7 separate regions of the Mus musculus genome follow, and regions 1, 2, 3, 4, 5 and 6 are each linked to region 7. The links are chromatin contacts, called in public HiCAR-type and promoter capture Hi-C maps. All regions are on one chromosome and are shown on one strand. The core of a region is the stretch at or near the end of the contact, and the rest is flanking DNA. Distances in the headings are between cores, read along the strand shown. Region 1 holds the start of Zup1 (zinc finger containing ubiquitin peptidase 1). Region 2 holds the start of Rwdd1 (RWD domain containing 1). Region 3 holds the start of 9330159F19Rik (RIKEN cDNA 9330159F19 gene). Region 4 holds the start of Soga3 (SOGA family member 3). Region 5 holds the start of Trappc3l (trafficking protein particle complex 3 like). Region 6 holds the start of Tspyl4 (TSPY-like 4). Region 7 holds the start of Hddc2 (HD domain containing 2).

Region 1 (3,876 bases), core at 750-3,249, 2.6 Mb before region 7:
TTACTCAGAGAATTACTGTTGCTGCATATAATTCTTACATCACTGGGCAATTTACCTGAGTCCTCCTTTAACCCCAAACACAACACCTTTGATTCATAGTTAAATACTTGCGTTTTTCTTCTTCCTATTTTCATGTCAACACCTTGATACCAGCCTTGCCCATTTATTTACATTGTGTTTATGGGTCATTTTCCTCACTAATCCTGGATTGAAGAGAAAGATGAATCTCATGGATACTGGTAATGGAGCAAATCTGGAGGGGGAGTTTTAGCTACCCCTTATTTAGATATTCTGCAAAGTTTTTTTTTTTTTTTTTTTAATCTTGCATTAGCCTTTTACTTAAGCAATATAAATACTGGTGATCCGAATTTATGTGCCTTTAGTCAAAATCTACACAAAAGCTAAATACAAAAATTAGCATTTCTTCAAACTACATGTTTCAAAACTTAATTTTTTTGGAACATCTTTTTTTTTTTTTTTTTTTTTTTTTTTTGGGAATCTGCTCCCTCTAGTGACCTAGGCCTGAAATTAGACCAGTCATTGGTTGGCCACTCCCTCAAGTTCTGTGCCACCTTTGCTCCAGCACATCTTACAGGCAGGTTGTAGGTAGCAGGTTTTGTAGCTGCATTGGTGTTCCTGTCCTCCACTGGAAGCTTTGCCTGTGAAGAAACACAGGAAACCTGCCCCAATCTCTGCGCGTCAAATACTGCACTCTCCTGTCCCTGCATGCAGCCAGAGCAGTTAGTACCCCTTTCCCCTAACATAGATGCTTCAGGCCTTATGAAGAGGGCAGACAAAAGAGAGCCCAATCTGGCGCCGGAATATTGTGATCCTTCCTTCATAAAAGCACTCTCCCAAGCACAGATGGCTCCGACCTTTGAAGGAGACAGGAGTTAGTATTCTCGAAGTGATAAAGTCCACTCATTCTCAGGCAGCTGTGACTGCGTTATAAAAACACGCTGGTCTTTGATAAGTTATGTCTTCCCAGGTCAAAAAGGTCTTGTTCCAGCTGCGCAATTCCTCCTCCCTGTCTGAACAAATACTATCGGTTCTCTTTTCCTCTTCCCAATCATGTAACACCAGGGGTTGAGAGCCCCAGTTTATGCATCCTCCTATATATACCTTAAACCCCTAGATTTAGGGGTCACTGTGCATTGGGAAAGATAGCGAACCGGGTCCCGGTTAATAAAAACTCTTTGTATATTACATTTGGTCTTCCAATTTCTGGCAGTCTCCTGGGGTTCCCGCAAACTGGGCATAACAACCTGGTTACAGAAGATGGCCAGTTCATCTTTTTTCGTTAACTAATACTGTCTTGGAGGAAAAGACGAGTCAAGTGGGAAGCTGATGAAGGAGGAAATCTGGAAGCAGAGTTTTAGTTGCCCCTTGTTTAGACATTCCACAAAGTTCTGTTTTCTGAACGTTTTTATACCTCTGGAGAAATGATTTCATTGTTGTTGGCCTCGCAGCTAATGGTTAACTGCTAATGTGCTCATTTTTAGCTTGAAAATGTTCTGTAAGAGTACTTTCACTCTTACAATGACTTCGAATTTTTTTTTTTTTTTACTAAAAGAAGGAATTCTACTAAAGGAAATAGTATTTCCTCCATGCATCACGTTCAACGATACCCAATAATTTAAAAATATTATACTTGTCAGATTATGTCATCCTCATATTTAAACACGTCCGTAGTTGCCTCGTAGATCAATCCCCCAGAGGGAGAAACAGACTGTTAACACTGGATAAGCAACTTTGTAATATTGACAAAGGAACTTGTCTTAATTAACCCGCAGAACATAATTTAGAGCTCAGATACTGTGTAAACAGGAACAGGTGTTTGCCGCAGAATCAGACATTTAAATGTACTCAGAATCTAGTTACGGTTTTAGCATATCTGGAGTGGAAACTGCAACTGGAAGGTGGGAGGGGCAGTGATGCTCTGATGTGCAAGCGAAAGTTGCAAAAATCCCTCACAAGTCCCACAATGCACCGCAACTCAGACGGATCTGCAGCGGGGCATGCTGGGATCTCTACCCTCTCTGGCCAGTGAGGAAGGTCTGTTGTGACTGCGGAGGACTCTTGGAGGCCTGGGCTCTCTTTTGGGTCGCGGCGCGGCAGTCTCGGGAGGTCTGTCCTTGGCGATCGGGCGGGCTGTGTGGGGCGCGCTTTCGGGCGGTGGCTGGCTCCTGCGGTGGGGAGGAGCGGCGGTCTAGCCGTGGGTCCGGGTCTGCAGGCCGGCTCCGGGTGGCCGCAGGTCCGGTTCCCTGCGCCCCACCGGTGCGACGTTGGCTCAGAACTTTGACAGATTCGGGCCTTACCACCTTCGCCATCCCGTACCCAGGCTAGCCCTTCGAAGGTCCCCCCTTACTTGTAGTGTGTCCTTTATCTGCAGTGCCCCAGTCCTTGGAAGAAACGAAACTAGGTATCGATAGAACTTCCTTCTAGAAACAGAAACTTATTACTGTCTGAAGAGAAACGAGAAAAAGGAAAATGTAGAAAGATTTTGTAAAGCTGAAATTAGATGAAGGGAATAGTTGCCCTCGTTTTTCCTTCCTATTACTAAAATACGTGACAGCCAGGTGATAGTCTAGGGGAAGGTCTGGGTTTGTGATTGCGTTAAAAGGTTTTGTTTTGTTTTAGCACCTCCCTACAAGTAGTCCATCTCCCATTAGCCCATCAATCTCATAACTCGTTTGAAAATGAACTTCCGAGGGTTGAGCTGTTAGCTAACCTAATGAAACCAGCGTCTATACCCCAGTTTCCTAGATCTTGGCGGTAAGTGCTGTTTTCCTACAATGCTCACAGCTTTTACCTTTGGGCTCTGCGGTGTTTACCTTCCATCGTTATCTGACTGTAGTGACCTGTCTGGTCCAGGGTTTCCATGTATGTAAAACCACAGCAGTGGTATTAAGTTTGACACATATAAAGCTCTGAAGTGAACTAAGGTGGATTTACCCTCCTCATTCTACTACATGCAAGTAAATATGTTGATCAACATTAGCCTTCTGTTTTACTTTATTTTACATGGACAACTTATTAAATATACTTTTTTTTCTACCTGTTGGACGAAATGCCTTGTATTATTGTTTTTTGAGATGGAGTCTCACTATGCAGCCCTGAATGGTTTGGAACTCAGCTATGGCTGGCCTCCAACTAACAGATCCACCTGCTCTCTGCCTCAGGAGTGCTGAGATTAAAAGGGTGTATCACCAATGCCTTGTTGAAATGTTTTACTCATAAATTTTCTTATTATTACCTCTGATATCTTGACATTCAGGCACAATATCCTTTATCTAGAATATGTAGAAATACAATACTAAACATAAAGTTTGTTTGTGTCATATATAGCTTGTATTTTAAAACATATTTCTCTGTATGTATTTCTATTTTCAGTGTGCCAGTGTTTTGACTGTCCTACATCGTGTGATCAGGCATAGATCCACTTGGGACCTGTCTGCTCAGAAGGTTTGAGATCAGGCATAGATCCACTGGGACATGTCAGCTCAGAAGGTTTGGATTTTGGAGCATATGGAGTTTAAATTTTTGGATTAAGAATGCTTGACCTGTAGCTAGGCTTTCTTAGGACATATTATAAATAAGTGTGTTTATTTAAGGAATGATAAGTACAGTGAATTTTTCTTTGCCAAAGCTAATATAGCTCTAAATACTCCACAGAAGAGTCCCAAATCATTTTTATGAAATGTGCTTTTCTTCAACTTTGACTTTCAAATTTACAATTTTGTTTTACTTCTATTCTAGGCCCATGCTCTGCCATGCTTTCCTGCAACATATGTGGTGAAACTGTAAACTCAGAACCAGATATGAAAGCTCACCTAATTGTTCACATGGAAAATGAAATTATCTGTCCATTTTGCA
Region 2 (3,929 bases), core at 869-3,368, 2.7 Mb before region 7:
AGAGTTAAATGGAGAGAGCGAGGAAGAGAGTGAGGAGAGGAGAGGAGAAAGTAAGAAGAGTGTAAGGGGAGTAAGAGAGTGAGGTGGGGCCAAGCAGCCCCTCTTATGGTATGCTGCTATCTTTACTGTTGCTAGGTAACTGGGGCAGAGTCTAGCCTGAAGGTCAGAAGCTTGGGATGTTGCCTACGTGACTACTAACCATGGTTCTCTTGTGGGGGCTGGTGGGGGCGGGGGGTCAGTAACTTCAACAGGAGCCAGGGTTCCAGGAGACATGAGAGAACTCCTTCTATCCCATGTAGGTGAATTATCACCACTGGGTCCCGGGGTTCAACATAAAGTGTCAACTGGAAACCAGGCTGTCTGTGCATAGCCAAATGTCCCACAAGTCAGTAACATCTTTGTCAAATGTCTTCTTCACCTGTCATTTTTGATATCAGAACTTCATGATGCAAGTTAGTCTAGTCAGAAGTTAAGCTTGATTCTTTCCTTACTAATCAGCATCAAGTCCTGACATTTATATAAAACGTATTGGGAACTTGATCCTTATCTCGACAATCAATGCCTGCCTAAATTAGCATAGGTTTATTTAGCTTATTTTCATAGCCACCAGTCTCTCTTTTCAGATTTTGTCCGATTGAGTGGCCATGGTGGCATTTCTTAAGTTAAGAGTCTGAGTCACTAACACTTCCAGAATTCCTCATAATCTATGCCTCAGCCCCTCAACTAGATCATGGCGAATGCTCCACACTGTCTTCCAACCTGCCAAGTGATCTGTCTCCTTCAGAACTTTAAAGCAGCTGTTCCTAGAAGTCTATTCTGGTAACTAATCATCGGAATTCCTTTGAATAAACAAATATGCAGCTTATATCTGAAATGCTACCTCATCTCAGAAGTTTCCTTTTCTCCCCTTTAAAGTTTAAAAGAAGGCAAAAAGCAACCCTTAATCTATTTAAAACAAGAAACCATAATACTTTTGACATAATGCATTTCCTTTACTGTAAGTAAGGAATACTTGCTAATTAAACACAAAACAAAAAACTCTTTCTGTGTAACTGGAGCACTGTGGCTCACACCTACAATCTCAGCACCACTGAGGCCAGGGTAGGGGTAACACGAGTTCTGGCAATCCTGGCTAGTAAGCAAGATACAAGCAAGCAACAGCAACAATCACCACAAAGCCAAAGCCAAAAAAGCCCATCTATGGAACCTGCATAATACAAGTAAAGCCAGCTTTAATACACAAGGAAGGTAGAGAAATTTGGGGAAACATTTTTAGTATGTTTGGGGTATTCTTCCCGAGGTACATTTCCCCACATTTTGTTTAGGCTAGTACGTGTTCCTTTATTATAAACAAATATAAACCAAGTAACTATTTAGTGTTCATTAAAAAAGAAGACATATTTATCTGTTTTCTTAGTTTTGCCGTTACGGCATTTGACATTTTGGTTGTAGTGATAGACTTGAAGCTGTCAAATCTATCAGCAGAAGTAGAGCTAAATCAAAGGTATTATTTTCCGGTATCTTATTGTAGTTTTGGCAAAGTCAAATCTGTCACTAAGATCCGCCCCTTTATCTGTTCGCTGAAATAACAACTGAACAAGTCTTTAGGTCAATTTTTCCGCCTCACTTATTTCACAACTTTAAAGTGAGGTGCAAGAACCTCTGGTTCGACTTTCAGCCTTCCTCCCGGGTTCCTCCTGGGACAGACCTCTGGACGAACCCCGACCCCAAGTCCCAGCTCGGCTTCCAGGAGTCTGCACAGATCAGGCCATTGAAAGTTCCAAGAAGCCGGGCTGGCTGTCGCCCACAGGCTGCTCTGGGCGACAAACGTGGTTTAGGAACGCGGAAAAGCGGAAGCCCTTGGACCTCCGCGCCCCGCCCTCGGCGCCACTACCACGCCCTGCGCGAGACTCAGACCAGACACATCGAGCGCAGAATGGCGATGCCTCTCTGCCAGGCGTCTCCATCAGAAGCCAGCAAAGCCCAGCAGCGGGCAGTAGCTGTCCTTCCCGAACGCCGGGCGGGCTGCGGTCACCCCCCAGCCAATCCCGAGCCGTCGCAGACAGGCAGCGAATCGGCGGCCGGCATTCCAGGCGCGATGAGTCGAACTCCGACGCGGGGATCGGGCGGCCCGCGGAGCCGGGGCTGTTTCTCAGCAATCCGTGCCAGGCGTGGCTCCAGGCCTTTCCACTCCGACTCTGCGCGTGCGCCCGCCCGGCAGCCGGCGGCCGCGGTGTCCGCTGCAGCCCGCCGCCAGGGAGTCGCGCCGATGCACGGGCAACAACGCGGGCCACGATGACAGATTACGGCGAGGAACAACGCAACGAGTTGGAGGCTCTGGAGTCCATCTACCCCGACTCCTTCACAGGTGACTTTGGCGGCCTCCTGCTCCGGGGCGGAGGCCGGGGCCCCGCGGCCCTTCCTGCCGCTCTCCAGACAGTTTCCAGCACTCGCCTGCTTCCTTCCCCACTGTCCTGAAATCCGAAGGTCCGGGTGGCTCTGCGGAGGCCCTGGAATTGGTCCTGACCGCTTTGGTTTCGCGTAACCTCCGTCATCCGAGATTCACTGAAGCACGCGGGGGGTGGGGGGAACTAGCAGTGCGATGAGTTTCTCCAGAGCCGCTTAATGTCCCCCCTTTACCTCCTATTTTAAGCTCTGGTGAAGTAGCAGCTGTTTTCCCTGCTGAGAAGATTGGGATGCTGGCTTTTGAGAGCAGCACACTCGGGGATGTCTTATTCTCTCTATAAGAGTGATCAGGCATTCTGCAGAATGCCTGATGAACGATGTGGTCGCTGTGGTTCTTAGGTATCTTAGACGTCGTCGAGGTTCTGGAGGCCCAGGGAAGGCAAGTGGCTTGTGCTCTCCCTCCTCCAGCCAGAGGTCCTTAGTTCTTACATCCTGAAGACTTCGGTTAAGGATTCAGCCTCAGCTTAGATGTAGGAAGAGCTGATTGGGTCTAAGGGAAAGCATCCGTCAGGAAATTCATTAGTAGAATCTTTCCTTGTGAGTCTGTTTCCATGGAAAACCTATCTATGGGTCTTCTCAAATTAGGGAAGCACTCAAGGTAAAGTCAGTATGAACGTAGGCTGGGGATTGATGGGATTTACATTCCACAACCCTTCCTCCAAGTGTTGTCAAGTATTACTTAGTGTCTGAATTAAGAACCCAAGGCATATTACTTTAAATCCTAAACCATCCCTTTCATTGCTTAGCTTAGTTTTCTTTCTTGGCTTCACTTTTTGACCAACTTTTTGCAATGGAAGCAAATTTTGTTCTGCTTTGCCAACAGGCAGATGTCTCTCAGCTACTCCTGTGTAGCTCCAGTCGAGTTCATGTTCTCTCGCACCAGCAATACAGCTGTGTTGCGGATGTTAAGGGATGAGTGAAGAGGGGGTTGAGAGTGTCATTACCTGGGTGAGTGTATGTGTGGAGTCTGGCTTCCTTCTCTATCCTTGCTTATATGTCAGTGTCAAACTAAAATAAAGCGCTAGTGTCAGTTGTCCGATATAGTCTGAATTACGATGTTTAGACCTTTCTAGCACGTTAGAAATATAATAGGCATGAACCCTTTGTAGGCAGAAACAAAAATGCATGAGGCATACAGTATTTTTAACTTGTCTTAAATATTAGGTTATCCTTCACTAAGTTCCGCGCATGTGTGTCTTACAATGGCACATTTTTTATGTCTTAAAGCAGTATTGTATTGAATTTTGCTAGGTCCCAGTAGTAGTAGTATATGGAATTCTTGTCAGATGTACAAGTGCATAAGGAGCCTGAGTGAGCCAGGGTAACAAATGACGACTTACGATTATTTTGATGCACTCACCTATTCCATAGCAACCTGCTGAGCCTGCTTGTAATTCCTTTCTGCATCCATACACATTTTTGCAATAAAAACAATCTTGATTAATTGTTCTTAGGGATTTTGT
Region 3 (4,041 bases), core at 204-2,703, 2.1 Mb after region 7:
TCTCTCTCTTTTTGTTTGTTTGTTTGTTAGTTTTTTCCAGACAAGGTTTCTCTGTATACCCCTGGCTGTCCTCGAACTCAGAAATCCGCCTGCCTCTGCCTCCAGAGTGCTGGGATTAAAGGCATGCGCCACCACTGCCTGGCGCATATTGCATTTCTTATATTTCAAGTCCTTTACAAACATGAGGATGCACACTGCAGAAGGAATGTCAGAGACAGCAAATACTTCCAACTTCACAATTCTTAGAGGAAATCATTTGGCCTGGCAATAAGTTGCTCCCAATGAATTTTGTGGGATTAGGAACTTCTGTGCCTATACCTCAAAGTACTGTGTCACCTATCTTCAAAGTAATTCCCTCCCTTACTTTCCAGGTTATTTTCCACCACTGGAACCATTTTAAGCAATTAAGGAATCCTATTGCTCATGTGCTGTTCATCAGCAAATGCATCTATCCAGAGACCTCCCATTCGGTTTTATTAGAAGATTAAAATGAAAAAAAAATTCACTGCTGTTCATTGCTCTTTCTGCCTGCTCCTTGTTTTCTAGCAAGGTCAAAGAAATGCAGCACAAAGAATTCCAAAGAAGCCAATCTTGTTTTCTCATCGGGTCACCATCTTTATTCTTGGATCTCCTCATAGTCTCAATTTAAGCCACATGCGCATTAGTTTTAGTTCCCTTAACCAATAAGATACAAGCTTTGATTAAAAACAACTCTTGGTTTGCAGGAAACAAACACCAGTGTCTTTTAACTCACATTATGAAAAATACTCCTCCTGGAGTGTAATAGTAGTTTTGAATAAAACTACATTTTTTTTTAAATTACAAATTTCAAATAACAGAGAACTCACAGGTTGTAAATTTTATATCACAGATATTAAAAATAACTTCATCCCACCACAGACTGCATTCTAATAAATAGTTAATAGAAACTTACACTGAGCAACGTTTTTCTGAACTGCTGAGAATGAATGAGAAACAGTCTCAGGATGAGGATGTTGCTGTCAGTCCAAGCTTTAGAAATCCACCCTTAGCAGTTGAACAGCCCCTTCTCCAAGGCAGTTGAATCCCTTATGTACCCTGCCCACTGTTCGGAGGCCCAGCCACAAGCACAGCCAGGTCAGGAGATGCTGAAAACACACTTACTTAAATCTCATCTTTAATCTAAGATTCAGAAGCAGTATCCTGCTCTACCCAGTTTGCTCGTTCAAGTTTGCCAAGAAGAAACATACCTTCTTACACTTGGGGGTCGTCCTGCAGCAGGTCAGGCTCTGTGTGGCCAGTCTAGCAATGGCAGAGGTGGGGCAGAGAGCTAGTTGTCTTAAAGAACAGTCTCAGTGGTTCTTTTATAAAACAAAATCCATTCATCTTCCACAGTGGTCCTGACAAACGCCTTTGCAAATTGAACTTCAAAGAGCTACTCTGCTCAGTGTCACAACAGCAGCTGGGCTACTATGACGTCAGGGACTTGGAGGCGGCCTTAAGGCTGCTGCTTCCAACCACAGCTCTGTAACTTTAGAGCAGTTATATCCTCTGGGTAAACAACTCCAGGTCCAGGACATTTTTAACTTTTATAATGGAGCCTAGCATTTTCAAACTTGCCAGGAGAGATCTGCTTGCTAGCAGCACATGATGACAATTTAGATTTCTTTTATTTGGAAAGTAGACTCTTTTTTTAGGAGCAAGAACCATCCTCTTCCTCCATCCCCTCTCTTTCCCTCTCTCTCTACAGTGAGATGCAGTTTCAGTGTCTTTGTTAGTCTGGCCAGGGATGAAGTGGAAATGTGTGAGAAAAAAAAAAAGAAATACACACACACACACACACACACACACACACACACACACACACACACACACACCAGCAAGCATGAGTCAAAATGTATGTTGAAACATATTGAATGTTTGCCTTTATGCAAAATAGAAATGGGGCATATATATATATAGAGAGAGAGGGAGAGAGAGAGAGAGAGAGAGAGAGAGAGAGAGAGAGAGAGAGAGAGAGAATAGTGGTTTACTTTAGTCAATAAAGTCTTTAGGGCCAATATAGCAAATCAGTTACACTGAATTTTAAGTAATAAGCTCTTATCGTCAAGCTAAAGTTTTCCGACTGTACAATATAACAATGTGTCATTTGAAGCATGCCATAATTTCATGTTTTTGGTTTTTGTTGGTTTTTTTTTTTTTTTTTTTTTTTGCCTACCTCCAAGCTCCATCCCATAAGGAGCTAAATTGCTTAATAATGGTAAACTGGTCAGGGCAACCATATATTTATCTAATTTAGTCAACTGACTAATTAATTAGCATATAACATTGCTTAGCAAAACAGGCTAGCCTAAAACTCAATATTGCCTCTCAAACTGGTCTCAATTTAGTACAATCCTGCTTCAGTCTTCCATGTCCTGGAATTAGGGTCTTGAGCCACCAACTCCAGCTTCTTTACTTCCATAGAAGGACGTTATACAGGCAGAATAACCGAAAGAAATGCTTCCCTATGTTTAGAGAGCTAGGATTCATATTTCCAGGGGCAGCCACAATCGTCATAGTTACAATAGCAACACTAGTTATTCACTGGGAGCAGCTTTAAGCAAAGCTCTGTGCTAAGGATGTCAAGTGGAGCTTCGTGTCAGTTTACCACCTTAGCAACTGTCTGCAGTTTTATTCACCGGATCTTACTTATATCCATGGCTTAGAGAGCTAAAACATCTTGACAAAGCCCACAGAAAGACCTCTGAGAGGAGGAGCAGGACTTGGAACCAGTTTGGGGACCCTGGAATATTGTTATAGGGACCGAGGGCTCAATACTTCTGCCCCCATTTAACTGTGTAATCCTGTGGCCTCTGTTTCTTCCTTAACCAATTAGATGAATTTACTTCATAAGACTGTAAGGCAAACAGATACATGGAGTGACAGAGAGTTACAGTTGGTCCCTCCTGCTTGCCTCGTTGCTAATGCATACAGGAGGACGAATAAGAAACTTTGCTCAGAACCATTAGCTGGAGTTATCAAATAATACTCCTGTGGACTCTTCATTTTAAATCATTGAGTTTCTATGTGTTCCCTGTAATTCAAGCTAGGCTTTGCATCTGGACATGTTGGCATAAGCCTGGAATCCCAGAACCTGAGAGGTAAAGGCAGGAGGATCAGCAGTTTAAGGCTAATCTCAGATACTGGGGAAGTTCAAGGCCAGCCTAGGCTCCATGAGATCCTGCTCTCCAAACAAACAGACACAAACCCATAAACAATAACTGAAGAGAAGAAAGACAAAAGGCCTTTTCCATAATTCTATCAGAAAGTCAAATAGCATTTGGCTGACTTTCAGAAGCTATGTTGTGCTATGGACTCTGGTCTTCCCTGTGGCTTTTTCAATATCCTTTTTCCTGTGCTAATAAAAAAGAACTACAGTCCCCCCCTTTTTTTTTTAGCTTCTTATACTGTATGTAGGTTTGCCAATGAGTCACTTCAAATTTAACACTAATGTGAATATCTTCTAGCCCTTTCTGCTGAATAATTTTGTAAATATATGTACATACATACATATTCTCTTGGTCTCTGTCTCTGTCTCTGTCTCTGTCTCTGTCTCTGGAGTAAGCACATCAACAAACTGATAGGATATAAAGACAACAACTGTTCAAAACTGCTTTAAAGAGCTTCCAAGCAATTCATTTTAACAAGAGGGGCTATCGTTATATGCACAAGATATATAAACTGAAAAAAAAACTAATGATGGTGTATGTACTCCCACAGCAATGGTGATAATTTTAGTTCTTAAATGATTTAACATTTTAAAGTGTGAAAATGAGAACGATTTTATAGAAAACACGTCATTTATTGTGTAATGCAGATGATTTGTAAGCCATTTGAACATTTGAATTCATCTCAAAATAACAAACACACCCAAATTATTGGTCTCCATTTTAGAAATAGTTTTACTCACAACTGCATGCCTGCTAACCCAATTTCAAAGTGGAACAGAATATACACAATACTTAATAAGAGTTAATAGAGAAAGACCAGCTACCATTAAGAAACAATACAGCAAATTAT
Region 4 (3,499 bases), core at 637-3,136, 2.2 Mb after region 7:
TAAGAATTAGTTATAAGATTCAGTCATTGACAACCCAAAAGAGATTATTTTAGCAGCTTAAAAATACTTGTTGAAAAATTTGATGAACAGCTTTATCTACAGGCTGCGAAGTTTTTAATGGCGAATTTGTCCTCGCTTCTTCCTGTTCTGCACTTAAGGTGGACTGAGTTGCAAGTACAACATAGAAAACAGTTTTATTCTGAACCATCTCCTTAGATAGTATATAATAGACTGAGTAGAAGTTTTAAAATGCCCACTAGAGAAATAGCAGAGTGGTTAATTACATTGGCTGCTCTTTCAGAGGACACAGGGTCTGCTCCAAGCACTCAGGTGACATCTCTAAGCTCTCTGTAACTTCAGTTTCAGGGAACCTGATACACTCTTCTGTCATCCCTGGGCACCAGACCCATATGTGGTACACAAATATGCATGCAGGCAAAACACCCATATGCATAAAATAAAACCTAAATTTAAAAATGTTAAAATGCTCAGACATTCCTATGGAGCCAAATTCTGAAACAGAACCATGGAACACTATTTAACCAAAAGGCTGTTTGTCTTCCTTTAGGGCGGTAAGATACATTGTGTTAGCTTTCCAGTATAAACATACCATTTTAATCCAGAGGACAGAAAAGACCTGTGGATTTTCCTTGCTAGTGGTTCAGACAGCTAGTTCATTTGGCCCCTTTCCAAGAACCTCATTTACCTTTACTGGTAAAGCAGAGGAAGGTCACACACACACACACACACACACACACACACACACACACGCACACACACGCACGCGCGCACACACACACACACACACACACACACAGAGAGAGAGAGAGAGAGAGAGGGAGAGAGAGAGAGAGAGAGGGAGGGAGAGAGAGAGAGAGAGAGGGAGAGAGAGAGAGAGCTTTTAGGAGACATGGTTTCCCATTATTACTCTTATTGTCTGTTGTAAGTATCTCAATTGAGGATGTAATCATTTGTCCTTTCATAACGGAAAGGCACCCAAAACTCCTCCACCTTCCTTTCTCCCTCTGTAATCTCTTTTCAACTCCCTTTGTAATACAAAAATAAACAATGATTACTTCAGAAGGAAAACCAAAGTTACCCTCTGCTAAAAAGTCTGGCCTACTTTACCGTGGGTCAGACTAAAGTGGGCCACCCAGCTTAATTGTACTGACAATGCAATGTTATATTTAACCAAGTAGAACCACGCGGGAACTCAGAAAGTCACCAGCTGAAGCCTCACCCGCCCAGACTATAACCTCAACGAAAGCTTGGGTTTCATTAATTAGTTCCACAATCTAAGGAACCTAGTGTCTGTCACTTGTTCCCTGACAAAGTAATAAGGTAATGTATCTCACAGTTTCTCCAGTGGCAATATCCATCCAAGCAATGATAGTAAGGACCAAATCAACCCTTTTCATCTCAAATCCTATCTGTCCCAGGACCCACCCCGTTTCTCTTCGTGTCTTTAGAAATCCAGAAGATCTCACTTCTCTGCAGTGGCTTTTGCTTCCAGGAAGCCGGAGACCTCCGACTTTATTTTTCTACCTTTCAGAGAAAGTTCAACTTCCCAGCTTCCGTAGTGTTATAGGCGAATTTCTTCTGGGCGCGCTTGCTTGCACGGGATCCACACCCACTCTGTTTCTCCGAACAAAGGCGACAACCACAAAGACTTAGAGCTCTGGGAGTTGACTCCTAGCCGGCGGTGCTTGGCTGGCTGGGCTGCAAATGCAGCAGGCAATACCCGGGGTGCCAAGCAGTGCCAGACTCTTCCCCAGGAAGTGCAGCGGTATTCATGAGCTGACCTCACCGGACTGGGCTGGAAAGAGGGCGGGATTGAAGGGAAGACAGGAGAGAAGTAACCGGAGTGGTTGCTTAAAGAAGAAAGAGAAGGATGGGGAACCAGGGTAGCGGGTGGGAGGCAGAAAGACAAAAAGGCAAGAGCCACGCCCGAGATGCAGAATTATTCAGCCTGGCTCATCAAATTCCTCTCTCCATTTCCATTTCCTGTATTTGGCAGAAGACTCCAAGACCGCTTAAAATCGGATGCCTTGGCTTCCTGCAAAGCTTTGTCTCAGGTCCGATCAATCTCCATCAATTATTTACTTGAGCTCTTTTCCTTGGGAAGCCGGTTGGAGCATCCTGCACCCTCAGCCTGACCCAGCGGAGTCTCTAGACGCAGCTCTTAGAGGCGCTGGCGCGCGCTTCCGGTACTTCTCTTTGTTCACTCACTTTAATGCTCAGTCAGTCTCTCCATGCGCGGCTCCTTCCCCACCCCCAGCTCGGGCGGAGTCCTGGGATGGCTTTTCCGCGAATAGACAATGCTCGTCAGACCCGCTGTCCCACAGACAAAGGGTTCTTGAGGAGATAAGGAGAAATGACTAATTTAGGGCAAACTGAATAAATATGTGCTTCCAGGGATGTTTTAAGTGCATCTCAGTAGCACTGGGCACCATATTTTCCCCTCTCCTCGCTAAAGGCCAATTTCTTCAGTGAAAACAAACTGGTAATTTCTGAGATCCATTTTTTTTTTTACTGTTGTGCACGTGAGTAATAGTAGTCAGAACAAATGTATCAATAAAGAATCGTCTGATCTGACAATGAATTAAGAAAAATGCGTTTCCAGTTTACATTTATCCATATTGATTCACAGTAATAATACTCCTAATGTTTGAGGGGAATTTTGTTCTTTTTCCTTCCAATTTTATTTCAGGAGAGTAGGCTCGAGTGACTTACTTTAACCCATAGAAATCCCCTTGTAAGTTTGCAGGTCAGAATATATAAACCTGTTTTTAAAGGAAAAATTTGAGACATTAAACTTCTCTTACTTTATTGTGGTGATTTTGTAAGGACAAAGACTTAGATATTCTTCAACAGTTTCTAGCCTAGCGTTAATTTTAGAGCGAGACTTCATTTTAAACTAAATCCTGTCTTAAAAGTGAAATGGCTATTTGGAGTAAATTGCACAGAAGTAGCGAAATGAGAGCATATTTAAGCCCAGGTAATGTATACCCCCAGTGACATCGCTTATGTTATCACAAGGAAATAATTTAGGCTGTCAAACTGTTGCTATGGAGTGGTTTGTGGCCAGCACTGTCCAAGGTGCTGGGGATACAAAGAAAGTAGAGAAATCATCTCTGTGCTGAGAAGGCTCAAACATACTGGCAACAGTTGAGGTAACGGAGATATTGTTCTTATTCTTGAATACGTGGAAAGCCAGAATAGTGAATCCTGTGATATCTATGATAGGACTTGCATCGTTGATTAGAATAACAAAATGAAGTCACAATGTCACAAGCTATTTTGAGTTTGTGTTCAACAGTTCCTCATTATGTACCACAATGTAAGTTGCAGTACTCTGTGTGTGTGTGTGTGTGTGTATGTATGTGTGTGCGCACACGCACACTTCTTTCCTTTTGATGCAGGTCTTTGTATGTAGCAAGGGGTAACCTGGAGCCCAGGATGGATGATCTCAAATGCATCTGCGTCCTGAATACAAGAA
Region 5 (3,786 bases), core at 742-3,241, 2.7 Mb before region 7:
TTGAAAAGCACTGGTATACAGTTTTTCTGGAATGATAGTAGACCTATGTTGCCTCTTCACTGAGTTGTATCTTTAGCTTTCTCTAAAAGACATCAACTGGCATTCTGCTTTTGGAAGAACATTAAGAGTGACTTTTTTTCAGGTGGCCTGGGGAAGGTAGCTCTACTTTATCTACTGTGTACTGGGGCTGATACAATATTACAAAAGCAATGTTGAAAAAGTAGCTAAAGTAGATGTACATAGTAGAAGGCCACTCAGTTCCCTCCAATAGGAAAGTCAGTGAACAGGGAATGTCTCATCCATTTTATTCTCAAAATTCCCATGAGGCTGAGAGTTCTTTGTCTCTACTGAGCCAAGAGTTTTATAATTTCGTCTGTGCTGACTTACTAGTAAATGAATCATCCTCACCAAACTCGGAATTGGTTTATTAGTTTTCAGGACCTTCACCACAAAGAGACTTTTCAATAAGGTTTTCAATTAACAGCACAATCAAAGAATGTATGAAGTTATAGTGTTACATCACCAGGAAGATTAATAGTTGCTTAGGACTTAACAATAGGAAACAGCCTCTGACGGCTTCTGAAGCCCTCTCCTCAACAAACTCAAACAGAGAAAGCTTACCTTCTGAGCCAGTTAATCGTGGCCATGACTTTTTGGTAAAGGAGATGGGGAATTCCTGATTTACATGGTTCTGAGGAATTCCTAGCATCTATATGAATGCATGAATAATAGCATATATACTTGATATTTTATTGCATTGTGTATCATCTATTTCAAATGAAATAAATCGATACCCCACCCTCTTTTCATGTATTCTTTTGTTCAGCAGCTAGCTGGGTAAATTTTTTTCATTAAGAACATGGCCTTTCAGCCTTATTTATAATAGCCAGAAACTGGAAAGAACCCAGATGCCCCTCAACAGAGGAATGGATACAGAAAATGTGGTACATCTACACAATGGAGTACTACTCAGCTATTAAAAAGAATGAATTTATGAAATTCCTAGCCAAATGGATGGACCTGGAGAGCATCATCCTGAGTGAGGTAACACAATCACAAAGGAACTCACACAATATGTACTCACTGATAAGTGGATACTAGCCCAAAACCTAGGATACCCACGATATAAGATACAATTTCCTAAACACATGAAACTCAAGAAAAATGAAGACTGAAGTGTGGACACTATGCCCCTCCTTAGAAGTGGGAACAAAACACCCATGGAAGGAGTTACAGAAACAAAGTTTGGAGCTGAGATGAAAGGATGGACCATGTAGAGACTGCCATATCCAGGGATCCACCCCATAATCAGCATCCAAACGCTGACACCATTGCATATACTAGCAAGATTTTATCGAAAGGACCCAGATGTAGCTGTCTCTTGTGAGACTATGCCGGGGCCTAGCAAACACAGAAGTGGATGCTCACAGTCAGCTAATGGATGGATCACAGGGCTCCCAATGGAGGAGCTAGAGAAAGTACCCAAGGAGCTAAAGGGATCTGCAACCCTATAGGTGGAACAACATTATGAACTAACCAGTACCCCTGAGCTCTTGACTCTAGCTGCATATGTATCAAAAGATGGCCTAGTCGGCCATCACTGGAAAGAGAGGCCCATTGGACACGCAGACTTTGTGTGCCCCGGTACAGGGGAACGCCAGGGCCAAAGGGGGGGAGTGGGTGGGTAGGGGAGTGGGGGTGGGTGGGTAAGGGGGACTTTTGGTATAGCATTGGAAATGTAAATGAGCTAAATCCCTAATAAAAAATGGGAAAAAAAAAAAAAAAAAAAAAAAAAAAAAAAAAAAAAAAAAGAACATGGCCTTCCTCTCCTTTATGCTTAATGGGTTTAGGTAATTATAAAGCATATAATTAAAATCAATTATATGCGCTAACACCTACCTTGTATTTTTGCTGCCAAGTTCTTTTGGCTGGCACATCAATTTCTGTGGCTTGGCAGAGATAGACTCGCTGACTTCTCCTTTGTCTGCTCCACTACTCCACCAGGATTCAGACCACCGCCTTCCCAGGAGAAAAATAAACCCAAAGCTTAGCTCTGGCTGTTTCTGACTCCTTTACTCTAGCAAAGCTGAATTGCACAGACCTTACTTATGCTTCATCATTCTCCTTGATTCTGTACTCATTCCAGCTGTGTTTTTGTTTAAAAATTTAAGGTAATGACTGCAATTAGAAACAGCCATGTGGGGGCTCAGGGTTTAATAGCGCTTGTTGCTTTTCCCGAGGATCTGCATTCTTTTGCCAGCACCCACACCTGGTAGTTTCTAACCACATGCAACTCCAGTCCAATGAGATCTATATCACTTTCTCTTGCACTCTTTTTTTTAAAAGAAAAAGAAAAAAGAAACAACAGCGTGGGCTTACTGTTCTTTCGCATCTAGTTTGTACTAAAAGGCAAACACAAACAGACCTTTACATTTTTAAATCATATAACTAATTAACGGCATTCTGAATGCAGAGTACAAATATGTTTTCTAGCTCAAAAAGCCACAAATGCATAGACACAATTTTAGGTTCAACATGCAGCATACCAAGTATTAGTATGCGATCAAGAAAGAGCAGAGTGCCAGGCTTGGGAAACAGGCAGGTTTAAAACTGGTTGTGTGAACTGGAAGTTAACATGTCTACAGATGTGACCCTGGATGGAATAGCGCACGGTGGTTCTAAACGGGTGAACTGCATCGTCCTTAGTGGAACTCATTTGGCTGTTCTAAACTCCAAGAATGATGAATCTTCTTTAATCTCAGCATCTAGGGAGACTGCAGCTTTCATGTATGGTTTCCTCTGTTGCCACCTAGTGGTTTCTATGAGTATGTGCACTATCTGTAGTGGGTGACTGCAGTACATATGGAGCATTACAAAGATATGAAGTCTGAAGCATTCCAAACATTAAGACATTTAAAACAGCAACATGAGGGGTTTGAAATGCTCCATCAGTAAATCTACGCAAATATTTCCAACTTGAAAAAAACACTTTCAGAATTACCACCACCCCTGTCCTGGAGTCTCAGGTTCTCTTTTTCTCTCCCTCTTCCTCTCCCACCCTCCCTCCCTCCCTCCCTCCCTCCCACCTCTCTCTCTCTCTCTCTCTCTCTCTCTCTCGCTCTCTCTCTCACACACACACACACACACACACACACACACACACACATGAAAGGTCCAGGACAGCACTATAATCTTGTTTCTTTCAGAAGGCCATAGTTATGAAGGGTTAACATGGAGTTCAGAGAAGCACTGTCACTCATTACTCATATGACCTTATGAATGTCAGCCTCTCTGGAACTTTAATTTTCCTTTGTATGAGACAGGAAAGAATGATTAAGTTGTAAGAGTTGTTGAGTGAACTCCTACTTGGAACACAGACTTATTTGAAGAGTAGTTCTGCGAAAATCTATATTGAATAAATCTCCTTCAAAATTAAACATATGGACAGACACACTTACATGCCACGGGGTTTATATTCCAAGACTCTAGTCCTTGTAATTCATCAGTGTTATTTTGATGGGAAAGACACTTGGAAGATTTGACACGAGTACTTTTAGATGAGGAGATCAAGTCCTGTAGAGTCTCGAGTCATTTCTCCACAGGAGGAATCAGTCAGGGAAAATGTTGGGCTACTCTCAAGGAATCACAAACTATGTCCGCTCAACACAGACAGGGCAGTAACAATAAACAGACCAAAAAATTCTACCAAGTTCAACTTGGCAAGCCAAGGAATTTATTGGAACTGCTCATAGGATTATAGGTGAGGGGTTGCTCATAGGAAGTGCA
Region 6 (3,829 bases), core at 535-3,034, 3.0 Mb before region 7:
TGGGGTACAGTTCCATCTTGCAGTGGTGAAACTCACGGTTCTTCACAGTACATAGATATCGGGAACACAGCAGAAAGTATGAAGCCTGGCTAGTTCTTGGTAAGAATGTGTCAAGCTTTCTTGTGGCAGAGAACCACTTAAAAAAAAAAATGAAAAAAAGATCATGTCACAGACAGGGACCAAGCCATGCAAAGAACGAAGTACAGACTACAGCACGTGACTTGGCATAGAAGCAGTTTGAAGGCCATGCACTTGGAACACCATTATATATATATATGCAGAACATCGTGATGGCCCAGAGAAAGAAGAGCAAAGACTTGAAAGCCACAATCTTGAAACTACTGGAGACTTAGAAGAACCAATGAACACAATCCAACAGGAAGAGAAAGCAGACAGAAGGCTGCATGCTGCTGGCCAAGCTGAGGAGGTGGTAAGGACTCCTCTGCAAGAGCTTCTCACGAGGGCAGAGCTTAGCCAGACTGGAACCTGAAGGACCTGGGACTCTCCACTGGCTGCCTTGGTGGGACTCGAACTCCACGGCGTGGCCCATCGCCCATCAGATAGTATTGTAGGGGATTGGACCACAGCTCCCCTTTGATAATTTCAGCTATTCTGTCGAATTCTAGGAGGCTGTGGTCTGAGAACCAGTTGAAGAAACTGGGAATCGTGTTCCCCTCCCTATTCCTGTGGATGTGGGCCTGGGGTTCCTGACCCCGGTGCCAGCGGATTGGCGTAGAGAGTGACACCACTCGACCTGAGGATCTGCGCTCATATTCTTTGACCAGCCCCTCATTTCGAAAGTAGGGGTTGCTTTGAAAGATGAACTTAAATTTGCACCCTACTCTTGGCTGCTTAAGCTCCTCCACCTCTAAATTGATCATGTACCTCATCATGTCTTCATCTTGGCCACTAATCATTGGTGACAGCTGGGGGTGGTTCCGAAAAGCGGTGACCCAGAAACCTGGGATGTTTTGGATGATGAAACTTCTGCGCTGCATGTGGAGCCTTCTCATCCGCCCAAATTTGCGTTCCAGCTGGAGGAAGGCCCTGTCAGCCTGCGCATTTACATTTGACAGCTCTTGATCGATGGCCTCCAGCGAGTCCATGCAATTGATCTTCGGAGCTCTGGGTCGAGTCTCCTCTTTCCCTCCTCCAGCTACCTTTTTTTCCTTCTGTAACCCCTTCTTTTCCTGCATTGCCGCTCCTGCTTCTCCCTCCTTGCCGGTGGCCACAGAGATGGCGCACTTGGTAGTCGTCATTTCCTTGGTCTTCTTCGGCCCCGGCATCTGCTGAGACCCCAGGCCCACCGCACCACAGGCTTCCAGGGCTTTCGGTTTAGCAGGGCTGTGAGGCCCTTCAAGCTGACAGCCATTTTTACTGCTGTCGTCGGCTGCCACAGGGGCTGAGGGTGCGTCCCCGCCCTTTGATGGAGACGGAGCATCCTCCAGACCTCTCGCTGCCGCAGCACAACTATTCTCAGCCACTCGGAAGCAGAGCTCGGGGCCGCAGTGCTCGGAATCCGGAGACGCGCCTCCATCCGCACCGGCCTCACCTGCAGCCTCCATCTCCCGCACTGTGTCGGTTTCCTCTTGGAGCCCCTGGTCCTGCTTCAGATCCAGATCTTCGGAGGCATGGGAGGGGGTCGTGGTGTTAGCGAGAGATAGCTCGTTGTTCCCTTCCACGCCGTTCATTTTGGCAGCTGACAGCCCTGCAGAGCTTTCCTTGTCCTCTGCAGACGCAGCGCAAAACCGCAGTGAGTGCTTAGCTCCACCCCTTTTCCTTCTGGGCTGGTGCTACCATGGCAACCTGTGACGTCAGGATACCAGCTGCAACTAACCGTAGCGCGAGAACTGGCAATCCAGGTAATTTTGTCGATCAAGTGTGTTCTTTTTGTCTTTTTAAATGATGCTGTAAATTTAATCTCATCTGGGAAATTGAGTACATAAATGGATGTCGAATTATATTTTACGTCTATTCGTAAGTCTCTAATTAATTTCGACAGTATCTAAACCATGTCTCAAAATAAATTTTAAAATAGAACCTATTGTCTAATAAAGTCAGATTTTATTCATGCTTCCCAGGAATAGAGAAGCGAATTCACCAGCTCACAGGCCCTCCTTATTTCGGACACAGATTCGATTCATAGCGGCTACTGAGGAGCTGCGCAGAATCAGATTTAGGGGGCAAAAAGTGTCGTCGTTGTTTTTACTTTCAAGCAAACAAGACATTCCTAAGGTTAATTTCGATTTCTGCAGAGATTTTGATGTTTGTATACATTGGCCGACATTTACAAAGCAATTGGATATTTCTTCACTTTTAAATAAATAGTAAACCGCGCCTTATTTACAGGTGGCCACAACGCATGCCATATACACAGTTAGCCCCTGAGAATTAGTGAAGGAAATGTAACCTCAGAGGATTCAATTTCTAAAACGATACACATTAATCCTCCTTTGCCTTGGTTTATGATCTTAGGTTCTGCTTCATGCCTGTGGGTATGGAGCCAACTAACATTTGCCCAAATTTGCCTTTGTGAAGGTAGAATCAATCAGGGTTTTTCACACACTTAAGCAACTGTGTCTTTAAAATAATCTACTTTAAAAAAGAAGGGTCATTCATTCAAGTCAATTTAGAAAATGTATTTATTTATTTACTCAATCATTTATTTAAATAAATAAAAGCTATTTATGTATTTAATCACCACGGTCTCTCAGTTTGCTAAAGTCTGAGAATTCGGATGTTAATCCTTAAGGGATAGAAAAAAACAGAAACTTAAATTTTGCATATTTAATGTTTGAATTTCTATTAGAACAAAGCTTTAGAGTTCTTTGCCCTGGGAAATTGATTCCTCCCAGAATATGGTTACACTACAGTAAGAGTCTTTGAATAGGGGTTTAAAGAAAAAAAACAAAAACAAAAAACATTACCCTAAGAACTCTAATGAGGGAAATAATGGCTCCTGGTTCGCCTAAGACTCTGAGGTGGTGAGAACAACACATGGCATATCATGCAGCTTGATTTTTTTCTTTCTTTCTATGCCAAAGGTGAGTGTTCTCACTCAAAGACAGTTGTCCAGGCTGGCCTGCCTCTTCCTAGCCCTATCTCCCAAAAAAGGAAAGAAAAAAAGGAAAATCAATTGATTATCTAAATAAAATTAAAATGTACACACAAATACCAATTCTTTTTCTGTCCCCCTTTCCTTTTTCTCTTAACAAATATTCTTTTTGCCTTACTGAGGTGAAATAAATGTATCGCTAACTTCCTATGTAAACACATAAACACTGCTATAATACACTCTGTGACTTCTGAGTTATTCTTTAACATTACACCACTTCTTTACCTAATGACTCTTCACACAGTTGAAAGAGTAGCAAACACTCTTGAATTTAGCCTAAACCAAGATGCAGAGAATCATCAAATGCTGAACCAAAATACTGGGCAATGCAGGAGAAAGAAAACAGCTTGCTATTACATCACTTCATAAGAAATGAGAAAATCACATGTGGACTTCTTTCTCTTGTATATATCAGTGTTTAAAGATTTGTTTTCTACTGCTGGAAACACCTCTGTCTACATTACATTTATTTTATTATATAATAATTTATATTATGACTATTTTTCTTTCTTGAAATTCAGTATATTATATTGTAGAGGTGGGGTAGAGAGAGGGGAGACAGGAGATGGGGGAGAGGGGAAGGGAGGCTGTGACTCTCTTTGTAGCTCTGGCTGTCCTGGAACTCACGATGGCGACCAAGCTGACCTTAAGCTCAGATCTACCTGCCTCTGTCTCCAAAATACTAGATAAAGGTGTACACCTCCATTCCCATGT
Region 7 (3,800 bases), core at 1,265-3,764:
CTATCTGTATGGTCTAACAGAGTATAGGATAAACTGACTTTTAAAAAAAATGGCTGATTTTACAAATGCTCATTTTAGGAGGTTCCACAAAGTCAGGAGATGTTTTACTTACACAAAATTTAGAACTCCAATGTCCTATTGCCAAAACAGTCAATATATATGGTAATGGATGCAGCTGAACTGACAGGGTTTTGAATTTGTATGGTAAGGCTACTGACCTTACAGCTTGTAGTGTACTGGCCTACCATGCACAAGGTCCTGAGTGTGATGCCCAGAATCACTAACAGGGGATAGAGGGAAGTACTTCATAGGGGAGACATGAAAATTACATTAAATAATGTTCTCATTCCATACTGATCATTTAACTCATGGCTATGAGAATAATCATCAGAATGGCAGGTGCAAATAATGAGGCAGGTGCCCCAGAATGGCTGGCATTTTTCAGTCTTAATACTCAACAAAGGGTCTCAAAGCCTCCTAGGTTTCCCACCTCCATTTTTTTTTTTTCTGGTCCAGGTCAAAATCTCTAACCAACTTCATTCATATCTCCAATTGACTTTTCATTTTTGTCTTGTGGTTTTTGTTTCTAAGTTCCCTAAGTTCTACTCTATCTGCAGAGCAACAGGACTTGCTGGGCTCCCCAAAAACATCCCTGTAGTCAACCTTACTTCCTTTTATTCCCCAAAGTACTCCATTACCTTCTCACCACCAGGATTTTGTTTCTGGACACTCTATATGCAAAGCCTTTCCCTACTTCTTAACCTATGTCACTTAGCTCAGATGCCATCTAACCCGTGAAGACCAACCAAGAACATGAGATCTTCCCTGCTACTGGAACAACTGGCTAATTTCCTACCCTAACTTATTTTGTAATTTTTATTGAAGCCACATCAGTCCTGTGCAATTCATTTGCTGTCTTCTTTGTAAACTCTTGTCTTGTGATTATCAAGCATTAAAAAGAACAAAAACAAAAACTTGCTGATGATCTAAAGAGATGCTAACTCTTTATAGCTCCTATGTAGTTATTGCCACACTAGTTCAACAATATGGCCTCAGAAATGGCTATCATTATTCATAAAAGCAGATAGTTCAAAGCCAAGTAAATACTAATTAATGCAAAGATACAATTCACACATATTCACCCTTTAAGGCCCTAACTTCTCACTTGTTTCCCCTGAGACCAACGCAGAATGTAACAGAAAACTTACTATAGTTTACAACTGAAGTCATCCTCACACAGAGTCCAGAAACCTTCATAAGCATCAATGTTCAAATAACTTACCTATCCTTGTTAAGACGGTCATCTCTGGTCACCATGGCCATAACTGCCATCCGGTACATGTGATCTGACACGCTTTCTGGCTTTTCGACATTTCTGTATACCCAGCCAGTCCGTGGAACTCTCTAATAAATAAGATAAGGAATTAAACAAAACACTATCCCTGGGAACAACAACAAAAAATGACAGGTGCTCTTCAAGAAAATGCCAGAGAATGGCCACAGAGCCACATGTCAGCTGAGTCGTGGTTTCAAACCTATTTTTTTAAAAATGTTTCATTTAAACTAATCATATCGATAAAAATCTGAAATCTCACTAGTGAGTGGACAATTCACAAATATACAAAAATGTTCAAAAGTATACAAAAGTCCAATAGTCTTTACTCTGTGCTAGTGAAGTATAACTATGGGATAATACACAAAAAGTTTTTAGACATAAAAGCAAAACTGGTGGTACGCCTGGTGGTACACGCCTGGAATCTAAGAACTCAACAGGTGAAGACCCAAGTTCCAGGCTGCCAGCCTGTGCTGTTCATCTGTGGTGTAGTTAGGAAAAATGCAAAGCAAAGCCCCAGTATTATTCCTAACTATGAGAGTAGTAGGTTTGTGCCGTCCAAAAACTCATTTCATACAATAATAGAATATTTTGTACATGCAACATGTGACAGACTCTCCAATTCTAACTCAGATGGCTTGGAGGAGTTTCCATGGCAGTCAAGCCTTTCACTACTTCTCAACCTGTGTAAGTCTGCATTTTCTCTGGGAGTTCTATGCATCTAACGAATTTCACAAATAGTCGCAGTGTTACAGAACAGCTCATCTTGGAACAAAGGGGGCTCTGCACAAGCTCTGCCAAGCAAGGGCTGGTGCACGCTGAAACCGATTTACTGAAACCAACAGTTCCGGAAGTCACGGTGATAGAGGAAGGTTTCCACAGCCTACGTGCAGGGGTTTCGGCTCCTGCCTTCCGCTGCCGCTCCGCAGCATCGCCATGGCCTGGGTTGTGGCCGCGCTGGGCATGGAGCGTGCACGAGTCCCCGGTCCAGCCTCGGCTGCGTACCCGCCAGCAACGCCGGGCTGAGCGAGGGAGGTTGCGTGAGGTCGGTGCCTGAGCTGGGCCGCACCGCCTCCCGGCCAAGCCGATCCCACCCGCTCACCTTGAGCTGCCCAACTAGACGCAGAAAACGCAACAGCCCGGCTCCAGAGCCGGACGAGGCCAAAGCCATGCTGAAGTGCATAAGAGCTGGGCGGTGTCAACCTCAAGCCCCTCCCCATTCCCCTTCAGCTCCTCCCCGCCCTCCTTCAGCTCCTCCCCGCCCTCCTTCAGCTCCTCCCCGCCCTTCTTCAGCTCCTCCCCGCCCTCCTTCAGCTCCTCCCCGCCCTCCTTCAGCTCCTCCCCGCCCTCCTTCAGCTCCTCCCCACCCTTTGGCTCCTCCTCACAGCCCCACTTCCTCCTTTGGTAGAGCACTTTCTCTGTACTAAGGTCTGTGCTCAGACTTTGGATGGTCTCTGCCCAAGTAACCATCAACTTTCACAGGAATCGCAGCTTGACGCTAAGGGCAGAAAGGCCTAAGGAGGATGAAGCTGGATAATGCCTGCAAACCTTGCTTCTTAGAAGCCCAGTGTCTGATTGGCAGGAAGAGCTAGCTATAAGAAGCTTCGCTTAACCAGTTTAACAAAGGCACTGGGCAAGCCTGTGAAGGGAGGCAATGCTTGGCAGACATACCAGGAAACTTTGGAGGAAGCAGGAAATGGGCTAGTAAGAGGAAGCCCATGGTGAAACCACAAGCATCCATTCTGCCAGGAAACTGATCAGGATCTTCCAGGACTACCTGACTAGTTTCCATTGACAATTTGATGGTACAAACTTTTAAATGCAGTTAATGGATATGGACAAATTCAAGCAGAGGGAGTCGAGGATATGAATAAGATTCAAGAAGAAAGAGAAATAAAAAGGAATTCCAATTTTATTTGTAACAAAGTAGGTTTATTTATTTACAGGGCCCTAAAAGGTGATGGTTCTAATGAACCATTGTCTGTTCTCGTTTCTCACTACTTGATATACCTACCACCTCTTCCATATGAGCCCGAATACTATACCGGGAACTATACTAGAAAATGTATAGTCATCATAGCATAATGTTGGTATAGAATGTTGCTCAGTAGATTCTACAGAACCCTGAGGCAGCATCCATGAGCAGCATCCAGGATTCTAAAGTCAGCTCTACAGAAGAAATGAAAAGTTGGCAGTATAGTGTAGCTGTGCATGAGGTCCCAAGTGCTCTCCAGCACTGAAGTAGCATCCATGAGCAGCATCCAGGATTCTAAAGTCAGCTCTACAGAAGAAATGAAAAGTTGGCAGTGTAGTGTAGCTGTGCATGAGGTCCCAAGTGCTCTCCAGCACTGAAGTAGGTGAGTGGTTTGTGTTATCTATAAAGCACAAGCTTCAAATGCCAGCACCACCAGGCTGCCTTGCTATGCTAAGGTCCTAGGTGTAGAAAGCCCTATTCCTGGTTTTATAT

The links. Promoter capture Hi-C pulls out the DNA fragments that hold promoters and counts their contacts. HiCAR-type assays count read pairs that join an accessible place to other places.
Region 1: a contact with region 7 is called in a promoter capture Hi-C map of hippocampal neurons, with 4 times the contacts expected there. The contact joins the promoter of Zup1 here to the promoter of Hddc2 in region 7. A contact is called at or near these places in 4 of 39 promoter capture datasets (the C10 cell line, hippocampal neurons, liver and 1 more), 2 of 484 Hi-C or Micro-C datasets (CD4 T cells and pre-B cells) and 1 of 115 datasets of contacts at active chromatin or transcription factors (astrocytes).
Region 2: a promoter capture Hi-C map of pre-B cells shows a contact between it and region 7, with 4 times the contacts expected there. The contact joins the promoter of Rwdd1 here to the promoter of Hddc2 in region 7. A contact is called at or near these places in 4 of 39 promoter capture datasets (the C10 cell line, embryonic stem cells, hippocampal neurons and 1 more), 1 of 484 Hi-C or Micro-C datasets (CD4 T cells) and 1 of 9 other capture datasets (liver).
Region 3: a HiCAR-type map of astrocytes shows a contact between it and region 7, with 4 times the contacts expected there. The contact joins the promoter of 9330159F19Rik here to the promoter of Hddc2 in region 7. A contact is called at or near these places in 3 of 39 promoter capture datasets (the 3T3-L1 cell line, hippocampal neurons and pre-B cells) and 1 of 115 datasets of contacts at active chromatin or transcription factors (astrocytes).
Region 4: a contact with region 7 is called in a promoter capture Hi-C map of embryonic stem cells, with 4 times the contacts expected there. The contact joins the promoter of Soga3 here to the promoter of Hddc2 in region 7. A contact is called at or near these places in 4 of 39 promoter capture datasets (cranial neural crest, embryonic stem cells, hippocampal neurons and 1 more) and 2 of 115 datasets of contacts at active chromatin or transcription factors (astrocytes and embryonic forebrain).
Region 5: a contact with region 7 is called in a promoter capture Hi-C map of pre-B cells, with 2.4 times the contacts expected there. The contact joins the promoter of Trappc3l here to the promoter of Hddc2 in region 7. A contact is called at or near these places in 3 of 39 promoter capture datasets (the 3T3-L1 cell line, hippocampal neurons and pre-B cells).
Region 6: a contact with region 7 is called in a promoter capture Hi-C map of pre-B cells. The contact joins the promoter of Tspyl4 here to the promoter of Hddc2 in region 7. A contact is called at or near these places in 5 of 39 promoter capture datasets (the HPC-7 cell line, hippocampal neurons, liver and 2 more) and 1 of 115 datasets of contacts at active chromatin or transcription factors (large pre-B cells).

What each region holds. Positions count from the first base shown.
Region 1 is chr10:33,949,382-33,953,257 of GRCm38.p6, reverse strand. Zup1 (zinc finger containing ubiquitin peptidase 1) reads left to right here and starts at 1,999. Exons shown (of 11, transcript NM_001359455.1): 1 at 1,999-2,127; 2 at 3,394-3,510; 3 at 3,760-3,876. The coding sequence starts at 3,774.
Region 2 is chr10:34,017,805-34,021,733 of GRCm38.p6, reverse strand. It overlaps Rwdd1 (RWD domain containing 1), which reads left to right and starts at 2,118. Exons shown (of 7, transcript NM_025614.3): 1 at 2,118-2,368. The coding sequence starts at 2,296.
Region 3 is chr10:29,209,055-29,213,095 of GRCm38.p6, reverse strand. It overlaps 9330159F19Rik (RIKEN cDNA 9330159F19 gene), which reads right to left and starts at 1,453. Exons shown (of 6, transcript NM_001162537.2): 1 at 1,230-1,453.
Region 4 is chr10:29,142,383-29,145,881 of GRCm38.p6, reverse strand. It overlaps Soga3 (SOGA family member 3), which reads right to left and starts at 1,886. Exons shown (of 7, transcript NM_026138.2): 1 at 1,447-1,886.
Region 5 is chr10:34,035,802-34,039,587 of GRCm38.p6, reverse strand. It overlaps Trappc3l (trafficking protein particle complex 3 like), which reads right to left and starts at 1,991. Exons shown (of 7, transcript NM_001162937.1): 1 at 1,900-1,991. It overlaps Calhm4 (calcium homeostasis modulator family member 4), which reads left to right. Exons shown (of 2, transcript NM_001081165.1): 2 at 1-804.
Region 6 is chr10:34,295,376-34,299,204 of GRCm38.p6, reverse strand. It overlaps Tspyl4 (TSPY-like 4), which reads right to left and starts at 1,784. Exons shown (of 1, transcript NM_030203.2): 1 at 1-1,784. The coding sequence starts at 1,691. The coding sequence ends at 471. It overlaps Gm26564 (a long non-coding RNA gene), which reads left to right and starts at 1,781. Exons shown (of 5, transcript XR_871568.2): 1 at 1,781-1,862.
Region 7 is chr10:31,312,119-31,315,918 of GRCm38.p6, reverse strand. Hddc2 (HD domain containing 2) reads right to left here and starts at 2,514. Exons shown (of 6, transcript NM_027168.2): 1 at 2,436-2,514; 2 at 1,283-1,404. The coding sequence starts at 2,504.